2 separate regions of the Bombyx mori genome follow, and region 1 is linked to region 2. A link is a contact called in public Hi-C data. All regions are on one chromosome and are shown on one strand. Each heading gives the region's core, a stretch centred on a gene start, on an enhancer-like site or on the middle of the called end of the contact. The rest is flanking DNA. Distances are from core to core; before and after follow the strand shown. Region 1 overlaps LOC101745063. Region 2 overlaps LOC105841955 (aminopeptidase N).

Region 1 (6,085 bases), core at 62-2,561, 120 kb after region 2:
ATGCTGTAGGCGAGGGCGGCTGCTGTCGGCTCGTTCGTCACCCTGAGGACCTGAAAGCCAGCGACGACGCCAGCCGTCCTAGTGGCTTGACGTTGGGAGTCCGTGAAATAAGCAGGCACAGTGATCACTGCTTTATCGACTTCGCACCCGAGATACGCCTCGGCCATCTCCTTGATCCTGAAAAGTAGCATACTGCTTATTTCCTCAGGAGCGAACCGCTTCGTACCGCTTTTGTATGTAACCGATATAATTGGCTTACCGTTTTCATTGACGACATTGAATGGCCAATACCGTAGGTCCATTTGGACTCCGATATCGTCGTAGCGGCGTCCGATCAAGCGCTTAGCGCTAAAAACCGTGTTGCGCGGGTTAAAAACCGCTTGGTTCTTAGCGCACTCGCCTATAAGTCGTTCTGTCTCTGTGAAAGCTACGTAAGATGGAGTTGAACGATTACCTTGCTCGTTGGGTATAACTTCCACGTGTCCTTGCCTCCAGACAGCCACACACGAATACGTAGTCCCAAGATCGATGCCTATAGCCACCATTTTGAGATGATCGAATTGTAAATACGTGTTACAAAACTGCAAGATTCAAACTACTAAAGTTTCCCGCGCGCGCCTCCTATTTATACACTTGCTGACGTAGCGACCAATACGAATCGAGAACATTCAAGAAAGTCCAATAGTCTGACCAATCAGAAAGCGCGATTGATAGAATTTTCTCGAAGTGGGATGTCAGATTAACAAAATAAGTTTCCCATAAATTTGTTGCTTTTTTTCTTCTGCTTTTTTTTACGTATGTATGTGTATGTTTTATGTAGGTATTTTTTTTTAAATCTCACATTCTGAATATGTACAATTAGAGATGTGGTCATGATTAGCTAAGCTATTGTTTTCCACGACTACCTTAACAAAGGTTGACAACATCAACAGTAATAAATAAACATAATCAATACACACTTAAAATGATTTTTATCATAAAGTTGTAAAGCGAAATGCTTGATTTCAAAACAAAATAAATGAAAATAACAAAAAACAGGAAAAAAAACAACAGTTGAAAAACTTTAAAACTTCATTAAAAGCACTTTTTTTCTTCTTCTCTTCTAAGAATCCAGAATACACAATGAATAATAATAATAATAATAATAAAACATGATGAAACCAATTTTGGTTTTAACCAAAACGGTATACTCTTAATAGCTTAAACAAAAATAAAAATAAAATGTAATTCCAAGATTTTTTAAGTGGCTTGCAACCCAATTCTTTCATCCTTCGAACTAACGTCATTGATGACCCAGATCGTCTATCCTTCACGCACTTGTACGATGCGGCAATAAGCGTGCTCTGTCTCTTACGAGCAAACCGCTGGCAAACATGGCCGACCTTGACAGAGATTTTTAGAGATAGAGAACTTTTTAACTATTTAATTCACACGTTTTACTATTGAACTTTATCATAATGCTTGACAACATTCTAAATGACAATTATCGTTTTCGCGCTGTGGTACTTTTAAAACATTTTTAAAACAAACAAATAAACTTCGATTGTATTTAAACCCAGTAAACTATTGCCTCTGATAGGCTAGCCATATTTTTATACGAACTAAAGGTCAACTTAAGGTATATATAGCGACAACATCCTCAACTATTTCAACAATGTATATATTAATACGTGAAGAAAAAACTTTGTATCCCTTTTTATGAAAATTGCGCGGACGGAGGAGTATGAAATTTTCCACACTTATAGAGAATATAGAGAAGTGCACAATGCTAATATTTTTAAAAAATAATGCATAAAAGATACATTAAATCAATAAAGAAAACATTACACACACTACATACACTACATACTTGACGCACACACGCATGCATACTATTTATTGTCAAACTTTTGTTATTGACGTCTGTCGTCAAATTGAGAATAGATTAAATATTGTTTGTCTTTGTTAATATTTTTTATAGTGTAGTCTTGGCGAAATTTGTGACTATAGAAGTATAAAATACAAACTTAATAGTGTACAAACTTACAATTCCAATTATAGTCGAATTTCGACTACTGCGGGACCTCTAGTAATTGTAAATAGACAAGCTTTAACAAAAACCGACTTCAAATAGAAAATAAATTATTCCAAAACAAATTAATATACACTAAAAACAATAATCATCGAAATCGGTTGGCGTGATATTGAGTTATTCATGTATTTGTCGCGCACATACCTACCTAATGCAAATTTAAGACTTAGGTATATGGTTTTCTCATGGATACCATTATCAGAACTGGACTAAATTGTAATAGGACCACACGGGAAGCATCAGCTTTCTAATGAGAAAGAATCATCAAAATCGACGCATTCAGTCAAAAGCTATGAGGTAACAAACATAAAAAAACATACAATCGAATTGAGAACTTCCTCCTTTTTTTGAAGTCGGCTAAAAAAACATTATTAAGTGACCACCGATGGTTTGACGTATTCGATTTTAGTAAGCTGTACGCTGATAATCATAGTCTTACCTATCCCTATCTTCATTTCGAAGATAATAATACACAACCGATAAGCAATTCATTATGATTAGTACTTATCGAGGCGGGTGTCAGGATTAATTTTGTAATTATATTAGTTCGGGTGGTAACTTTACACCCGATGGGCCGAGCTCGTCTATGCTAATCTACGCCAAAGATAATAATTTTTAGCGGCTCTACACTTGGCAGTCTGAACTGCATCCTTGATCTCAATTTTGCATAACCTATGGTCCCTATAAATCTCCCGCCATTTCTGACGCGATAGCTTTATTTCTTAGGTAGGTATGTAGCCATTTCACAAGCAAATCAAATACTTAAGTTTGTGTTTTATCTTCTTTTTTTTTATTGCTTAGATGAGTGGACGAGCTCACAGCCCACCTGGTTTTAAGTGGTTACTGGAGCCCATAGACATCTGTAACGTAAATGCGCCACCCACCTTGAGATATTAGTTCTAAAATCTCAAGTATAGTTACAACGGCTGCCCCACCCTTTAAGCCGAAACGCATAACTGCGGACTCACAAGAGGTCCTACCACCAGTAATTACGCAAATTATAATTTAGCGGGTTTGATTTTTATTACACGATGTTATTCCTTCACCGTGGAAGTCAATCGTGAACATTTCTTGAGTACATATTTCATTAGAAAAATGTACCCGCCTGAGATTTGAACACCGGTGCATAGCTCAATACGAATGCACCGGACGTCTTATCCTAAAGAAAAGGCCACGTTTCATTCAAAGTACTTCGTTCATGACTTCTTTTTTTTTATGATTGAAAGATTACTGGTGACCCGGAGGCCTTTCCAGTTGCACCAGGATAGGTGGGCGAGCAAAGGCTCAGCCAGGAGGGGTGGGATTAGCTAACAACTGCCCGAGCGCCTCCGAAGGAGACCTAACAACTCAAGAGCAATTGCTTCGCGAATGAATCTACTACCGGATCGGAATCGCGACCCACTGAGAAGATCCGGCGAGAAACTCAGCGGGCTGATGCATGGGTTAGGTTGCACGTCGACCTCTTTGTCGAGTTCGACGTCCTACTCGTCGAACTCGACAGGGTTCCTCAGCCTGCTCCTAGTGTTAGAGCTGAAGGTATCTAATGCAAGAGTTATTGGATCTGATGGATCCGTAAGGACGTGTCTAGGGCGACGACGGTAACTTGCTCCTGTGTGATCAGGATTCGGGGACGTTAACGACTTTTTTTTATTGCGCTTGTAGGCAGACGAGCATACGGCCCACCTGATGGTGAGTGGTTACCGTCGCCCATGGACTTCAGCAATGCCAGGGGCAGAGCCAAGCCGCTGCCTACCGCAAAATCTATCAATGAATATGATACAACTTTAGAGTATTATAAATACTAATGCTAATGCTCGCGCATGTATACTCTAAGGATACAAATTCAGGCCGTTATAGAACTATTTAATCTAAATACATAGAATAAATGACGTTTTTTAAATTACAAATGAAATGAAATTCAAAACAGCATCCGGCATTAACATAAAGTTGAAGTATTTTCAATGAAGTTGTTGATATACGCCGCGGTAACTCGAAAACAGGCATTCCATCTACAACTTTCGATAAACAAAATAAGTGCGTGTGGTGACTGTGTTTTGATTTACGTATTTTTGGGTATTATTAAGCCTAGTGGTCCCGCAGTAGTCGAGATTCGACTATAATTAATTGAAATCATAAGCTTGTACATTATTATGGTTCTATTATCAAAGACTGTTTTACTTCTATAACCACTGATTTTGCCAATACTACACTGTAGACAAATAATATTAAAGACAAACAATATTATAAACCTATTTTCAATTTGACCACAGACTTTATGCAATAACAAAAGCTTGACAATGAGTCTGCATAGGTGTGTGTGTGTCAAATACATGGTAGTGTGTGTAATGTTTTTTTTTAATTGATTTAATTTATTATTTATGCATAATTTAAAAAATATATTAGCTTTCTGCACACCTTCTCTATATTCTCTATAAGTGTGGGAAATTCCATACTCCTCCGTTCGCGTAATTTTCGTAAAAAGGGATAGGTACAAAGTTTTTGCTTCACGTATTACCTAATTCATAGATAGTTGATTCGTTTGCGTGATGTTTATATACTTGTGAAATATTTATCAGACGAAATAAAATTCAAATCAATTTCAAATATCATCGAAACGCATCTATCTGTTGTATTTAAAAACATGTTTCATTTCTATGACCGATTCCAAAAAAATCCACAGTCCTAAGAAGAAACGCCAAAACACAATAATGAGTCTCTTTTTGAAATGTATTGTTGTGTCGCCATGTCGGTGCGAGTAACGGCATGTCAGAGAGCAAAAAAAGGCTATAGAAGAAAACGTCACGTCTCTCGAATGTTCTACAAACATTTATTTTATGTTCTAATGTCTGCGAGAATGTTCTCTACATAATCAGAATGAATCTAGAACATTCCCGAATGTTCTATTTTAGAAAGTTAGTGTCACGCGATTTATCTGTAAAGATAATAAAACAGTTTCCCGCGGAAATGAGATACTTTTTTTTGGTTAAAAGCTAGCTTGTAAGTGACATTCTTGACCTAGTACTATTGTTTAAAAAAATCATCTCTATCCTATTCTTCGTTTTGACACACATTTAAAATATTAATATATACCTATTAATACCCTATTTTAATGTAATGTTTAAATCAATAATTAAATCTCAAAAAATTTGGCAAGTTGACCGCCTATCTTGTGGTGAGTGCTCACTAGTGTCTTGAATGGTAAACCGTCGACGTCGCCCAAAGCACGTCATCACGGATCCCCCTGATCCATTAATACAAGCACCGGTCACCGTCCACGTCGAACCCGTCGCTTGCGACGAAGGGCTCGACGAGCGAATTAACCCACAGACACAGCCCACTGAGTTTCTCGCCGGATCTTCTCAGTGAGTCGCGTTTCCGACCCGGTGGTAGATTTTGCGAAGCACTGCTCTTGCTAGGGTCAGTGTTAGCAATTCTCCGGTTTGAGCACCGTGAGCTCACCTACACAAGCTAGGGTAAGCTGAAATAGCATAGGTAGAAAAAAAAAAGAAAAGGTCACTAGTGCTATCTATCACTGCGTTACGAACTATTTTTTGACGTGACAACGTCTTATAATTCGATGGAGCCGGCTGCACGTACGAAAAAACATGACTCATGCGGCGTTACCTCGCTCTGAGGCGACTTGAGTGAGCGATGCATCCGCGTGGACAGCTGCTATACAATAATACATTTACATGTTTTCGTCAAGTATGAAGTTCAGTGAAAAGTGAATGTGGTGTCAATTGTTTATAACAACGATAATTGCGATAATTGAAAAATTAAACCAATCCATCAGTATTTTCTTATGACGTTGTCACGTTCAACTATCGTCAGTAAACCGATTTGACAGACAACCGATTTTTTATTTTATTTAAATCAGTTTACATACCGATACAGACACCAATCACTTTGAGGTCCTGCTCTACGCCATCTAACTATCAATAACCCAATTTAATAACCTAATTTAAACTGCAAATAATAGTTTGAGTGGGTACCTGTCTGCCCCCAACTCTTCCG
Region 2 (5,795 bases), core at 1,842-4,341:
TGGATGCGAGTTCCTTTTATAACTTTTAAATGCCTCTACAGTAACGAATGTACGGGCGATTGTTAAGAATTTTCCGAGTGACACTGAATATATGTACTTCAACAAGAAAGCTTTGATTAGTCGATTTTTAAAAGTATCAAACTTTTCACTCAGTTGCCGTTATATGTGTATTTGTGTATACATATGAACTCACACAACTCTCCTGGTATGAATATGAACTCACACAACTCTCCTGGTATAAATATGAACTCACATAACTTTCCTGGTATAAATATGAACTTACTTTCGGTATCGTTCATCCAGACCAGATGCGTCGTGTTCTCCGTCCATCGCGATGTCTGAAGCGGCTTTGTCTCGTTTCCAATGTCGTACCTTCGGATCATAGCGTTTGGATGCAAAACGATTTGGAGCATACCTGTGTCTCCTAGTCTGGGAGAGAGCTCAGCGCTGGGCCATGGCCAATTGCCAACGATAACCGCAATCCTGAATATTTTCAAGAGAAGACGAAAGAAAAGCTTTCCAAACTGTAGCACGGAATGTAACGCGATCAAAAATCAATTCGTGCGGTCAACGGCTTCGTGGGAGCACATGGGTTCGTCATTGCCGAAAGTACTTTTTTTCGTATTAGTCATAGTAATGATTTGTAAAGTTCTAACGGAGGCATCTAGATGGTCACAGCTTGGTCGCCGCGAAGGCAGAAGTTAAGGGAGACGGAAGTGGCTTTTTTTTCAGTAGGGGGGAACCTTTTGCGAGGTGGTCTTAGGGGGCACGCGGGGTAAGTGTACAAAACAAGAGCAAAAGTTTTAAATTTCGTACCATACGATTTTGTGTATTACGCTCATTTATTGGGAATTTCCACACGAGGAACACCTCTGAGAATTCGCGCAGGCGAATGCGGAGGCGAATTCGAGAACATTCGCATTTGCGAAGGCGAGGATCCGTCACCGTTCTAGTGATCGTTCGTTTCGCCACCGCCTTCGGTTTCCCCACGCTCTTGATACTACTTCCAGTTATGCATTTCAGTTTTATGGGTATCTCCTTAATAATTATTATTGATCTTTACAAAGATCATGTTGCTTCATAAGTCAATGTCGTTATGCGGTACCAGTAACAAAACCAAGCCCCAAGCATATGTACGCGAGGAAACCTTGTCTCCTTAGCGTCAGGAATAGGCGGGATAGTCACAGCAGTCCACGGTCTCCACTCACCAAGTTCCGTTGTGCATTGTGTGGATTTCCTCCGGGTCTGCTTCCAGGGGGCCAACGGTGAAGGTAATCGGGATAATCCATTTCGGTGGCGGCAGCTTCGTCGTCTTCGGCGACGGCTTCTTGGTGGTGGTGGTTGGGAGTGGGGTGGTCGTGGTGGTGGCATTGTAGTCCTCTTCGGTAGCGTCCGTGTAGTTTTCTATAAGAATGCGTTATATGCTAATGATTTGGTGTCCGTGGACGATAGTCCAGGTAGTAATAACAATCAGTGTTTAAAACTCAAACATCCACTTCAAGTGTCGTTGAGAAATGTGCAAGACCTTGAAAAAGCTATTTCTAATCTAACCACTTAGCGGTCTCCCGACTGACCCAGACCCCTCCGCGCTACCCTGTGCATTGTGCTATCAATGTTTGTAACCCCATCATTGCACCTCGCAACATAACTCATTTCATACAAACCAACGGTTCATAGTTATATCTGAAACCATAGTTCCCATTGAATCTCTGCCTGGACCCTGAGATTCGAACCAGTCTCTGAGTTCAAGATTATTCCCACCAGTACTTACTGAAGCTCATAGACATCTCAGCGAGAGACAGGTCTGTGATGGTGGGACATACCCGTGCAGTCTGCTAATACACAAGCCAAATATAATTTAAGTTTGTTTCACTTATATCTACGTTTATTTATTACCTGGATCAAAGAACAATGCTTCGAGATCGGCTCTCAAGTCCTGAGTGAGGAGGTCGTTCAGCATTGGAGGCTCTGGGGGTGGTGGTTCGGCCGTCATCAGGAACCTGGGAGTTGAATGGGGTATGCTTTAATGTATTATTCACCGGGCAGGTTTTGAAGTCGTCGTGGCCTAAAGGATAAGACGTCCGGTGCGTTCGTGTTGAGCGATGCACGGGGTGTTCGAATCCCAGGCGGGTAACGATTTTTATAATGAAATACGTACTTAACAAACGTTCACGATTGACTTTCACGGTGAAGGGATAACATCGTGTAATAAAAATGAAACCCGCAAAATTATAATTTGCGTAATTACCGGTGGTAGGACCTTTTGTGAGTCCGCACGGGTAGGTACCACCACCCTACCTATTTCTGCCGTGAAGTAGTAATGCGTTTCGTCTTGATGGGTGGGGCAGCCGTTGCTATACTGAGACCTTAGAACTTATATTTCAAGGTAGGTGGCGCACTTACGTTGTACATGTCTATGGGCTCCGGAGCTCCGGTAACTACTTAACAACAGGTGGGCTGTGAACTCGTCCACCTATGTAAGCAATAAAAAAAACCTAGGACTTAATCGCGGTCATAGTTAAGATTTTAAATGAGGAGCATATAACTGACCTTTCTTGTTTGAGAATGACGTCATCTCCGACTGTCGTCGCGCTCAGCAACGGATACCCTGGCTTCTCGCACCAGCCGTCCCACGCGTGGGCCTGCACCGATGCATCGTCAGGGTTGTCACGTTGCAACGCCCGCCATAAATCTCTGGATATATATTTTTTTATGTTACAAATCTGTTCCTTGTGGCGCGACCAGATAGGTATTCTTCATCTAATGTCTCTAATGTAAAGCTTCCAACATCTACAATCAGCATGTCTATAGCAATTGCATGCTAGACGACAAATCTTTAGCTAGGTATTGGTACGCCACGGCCGTATTCGCCTTGGAGTGGGTTAAGGAAGATATGGGCATCTTTGGTGCGGAGGCCGCAACTTCAATTCGATTTAGTGCAGGAAAGAGATGTTTATGTCGCAGTTTCAGTAAATGTTATTAATCGAGTTTAGTCGGAAGCGTCAAGTAGTTCATTTAGGTAAGGTCGATAAGGCGATGGCAACGCCAATTTCCGACGGTTTGACGTTTGAGGCTGTTTGACAGTTGACGTTTGAGGTACCTACACTTTTACTGTAAAGAATAAACTGCCATCTTTAGGGACCGACCCGAACGGTCATTACTTGGTCACTTGGGTCGTTGTAACGAGCTTCCCGCGTTTGTCGACTAACCTCCATTTATCTGTTCGATCATTAGTGATTCTCTGTAAATTTGTTTGCTACAGTGAAAATAAACGTTTGCATTGATTGTCTCATCAGTTATTTTGAGTGCTCGGCAATGTGTGCTCACACTAATAATGGATCATTCTACCCCGCTCCGTACCTATATATCTGACGTGTCCTATTAAAATGGAATGCCCTCTGTGAAGTCGTTAACAAAGATTCTGTGTTCAGCTTCAGATCCGGATGCTGTGGTCGGTCTTCGTCCAGTAGACCTAGACACCGATCATAAAACATAGCTTACCTGGCGTCGGCGCTTGCATAGCGGTGATCGCGCAACAGACGCGCGAGTGCTGCTCGGCCAGTTTCCTCACCGGCTGCTTCGATTGCCATACTAACTATGGCAGCACCCTAGACAGTAAGAAATCAATGAAAAAAACCAAACAAGACAACCTTCGCGTGTGGTACTCGTTGAGACAAATCTTATTAGTCTAAACTGCATAAGATTATAGCCCACTGATGGTACTTGTTGAGACAAATTTAATTAGTCCAAACTGCATAAGATTATAGCTCACTGAGTTTCTCGCCGGATCTTCTCAGTGGGTCCCGTTTCCGATACGTAGTTCCGATGGTAGATTCTGCGAAGCACGACTCTTGCTAGGGTTCGTGTTAGCAACGTCGTCAGATTTGAGCCCGATATGGTCTCTCTAGACCAGGGGTTTTCAAGCTTATTTTATCTACTGCCCACTTTAAGAATAAATTATTTTTCAGCGCCCCCATCCTACTTAAAAACCACTATAGTGAGAGCTTAGTCGGTGTCTAAGAGTCCTTCTAGATTAAATTACAAATCGCCAAGCTCAAGCCACAACGCCCCCTTTTTTCCAGGGTCTCTTACTGCCCCCCTTTAGGCCGGCAGCGCCCACAAGGGGGCGTTATTGCCCACTTTGGGAAAGGCTGCTCTAGACCATCAGCTTAGGTAGGAAAAAAAAAGATTACTAATGGTAGAGAAAACAGACGCAAGGGTTACCTTGTGCAGAGAGAGTTCATCCGTAGCCGACTCGATGTCGGCGCGTTCGAGTCTCAATGCCGCGACCGCCCGAACTGTACTTCCAGAGTCTAACCTGAGGGTGAGCATTAGAAGATTTATTTTTATTTTTATTGCTTAGATTGGTGGAGTACTCACAGCCCACCTGGTGTTAAGTGGTTACTGGAGTCCATAGACATCTACAACGTAAATGCGCCACCCACCTTGAGATATAAGTTCTAAGGTCTCAGTATAGTTACAACGGCTACCCCACCCTTCAAACCGAAACGCATTCAAAAAACGCAAAGTCAGTCCAGGGATTTGGGTCTCGAAATGATATTCTGCCGTTGAAGTAAGCTTATCAGCTTCTGACCGTTAAATACGAATCGCGTGCTTTTGCATCCAAGAGACAGCTCCAACCATAAACCGATTTGGAACACATTTTATGAGATTTTTTTATTGCCTAAGCACCTGGTGTAAAGTGATCATCGGAGTCCATAGACATTAAAAATGTAAATCCCGTCATCCACCTTGAGATATGAGGTCTAAGTCTCGGTTCTATAGTACAAGAGTTGCCTCATCCTTCACACCGAAACGCATTACTGGTGATAGTGGAGGGTGCTGTTCCGTGCGTGATCACATAACGCCCTACCACTAGTGAAAACGCCAATTATGATATAAATTTGCCTTACCTCAGTGCTGGCAGAACATGGTCGAGCAGCAAAGCTTCTTCTTGCTTCAGGGCGGAATTTTTGAAGGGCGGTGCTTTTTCAGCTATTAGCGATGTTAGGGCTTCCATCAGCCACTGCGACGCCCACCATCTTGGAGAGACTAGGCCTCCGAACCACTGAATAAAAAGAGCTAGTTAATGAACCAATCAGTCTTTAATCTATTTAATAAATTTTCTTTATTCGGAAAGTAACTACACTTAAAGAAATCAGATGCTGCTTAGACAATCAATACAAAGGGAATAGAAATACCAGTTGATTTCCTCAGAAAAAAAAACACTAAGAAACAAGGTACTTGCTGACCTGCTGTGCCAAAAGTCTTGCTATAGTTTTGGTGTCAGATAAAGTGGCTGGCGCGAGAGTAATGAGGCCCCAACCTTCTGAATAGTGGTTGGCGCTGTCAACCACCACGACATCTGCAATATTGACAATTAAATAAATTAATCTAGAGGAATTTGTTTGAGATGATACCATCATCTAAATTTCATCATCGCGCCGTCCACCATCGGAGTAGAGTCTGTTCATAATACCTGGAACCACTGCGATCATCCACAGTTTTCAGACATCTTTTTTGCCCCGCACCATCCGGCTTTGGAATGAGCTCCATTCCACGGTGTTCCCCGAGCACTATGACATGTCCTTCTTCGAACGAGGCTTGTGGAGAGTATTAAACGGTAGGCAGTGGCTTGGCTCTGCCCCTGGTATTACTAACGTCCATGAGCATACGGCCAACCTAATGATGGTTATAAATGATGATCCTCTGCCTACACAGGCATTAAAAATAATAATTTACACTAATCTATTTCGTCATCATCATCAGGCCACAGTCATCAACTGTTGATACAG

What was found. Hi-C and Micro-C count contacts between places; a contact is called where the count stands out from the background.
Region 1: a Hi-C map of middle silk gland shows a contact between it and region 2, with 1.7 times the contacts expected there. The contact joins two enhancer-like sites. A contact is called at or near these places in 2 of 7 Hi-C or Micro-C datasets (middle silk gland and whole pupa).

What each region holds. Positions count from the first base shown.
Region 1 is chr11:3,110,375-3,116,459 of ASM3026992v2, forward strand. It overlaps LOC101745063, which reads right to left. Exons shown (of 12, transcript XM_012692697.4): 9 at 6,064-6,085. Among protein-coding and RNA genes, the nearest start is that of LOC101742623, 9.2 kb to the right of the region's middle. Within about 2 kb of position 1,312, at least 8 of the 8 cell types and tissues checked have open chromatin away from gene starts, as enhancers often do.
Region 2 is chr11:2,985,215-2,991,009 of ASM3026992v2, forward strand. LOC105841955 (aminopeptidase N) reads right to left here. Exons shown (of 28, transcript XM_021349745.3): 13 at 5,253-5,365; 14 at 4,914-5,068; 15 at 4,225-4,318; 16 at 3,502-3,608; 17 at 2,551-2,694; 18 at 1,897-2,000; 19 at 1,209-1,404; 20 at 284-372. Among protein-coding and RNA genes, the nearest start is that of LOC134199648, 9.5 kb to the left of the region's middle. Within about 2 kb of position 3,092, at least 3 of the 8 cell types and tissues checked have open chromatin away from gene starts, as enhancers often do.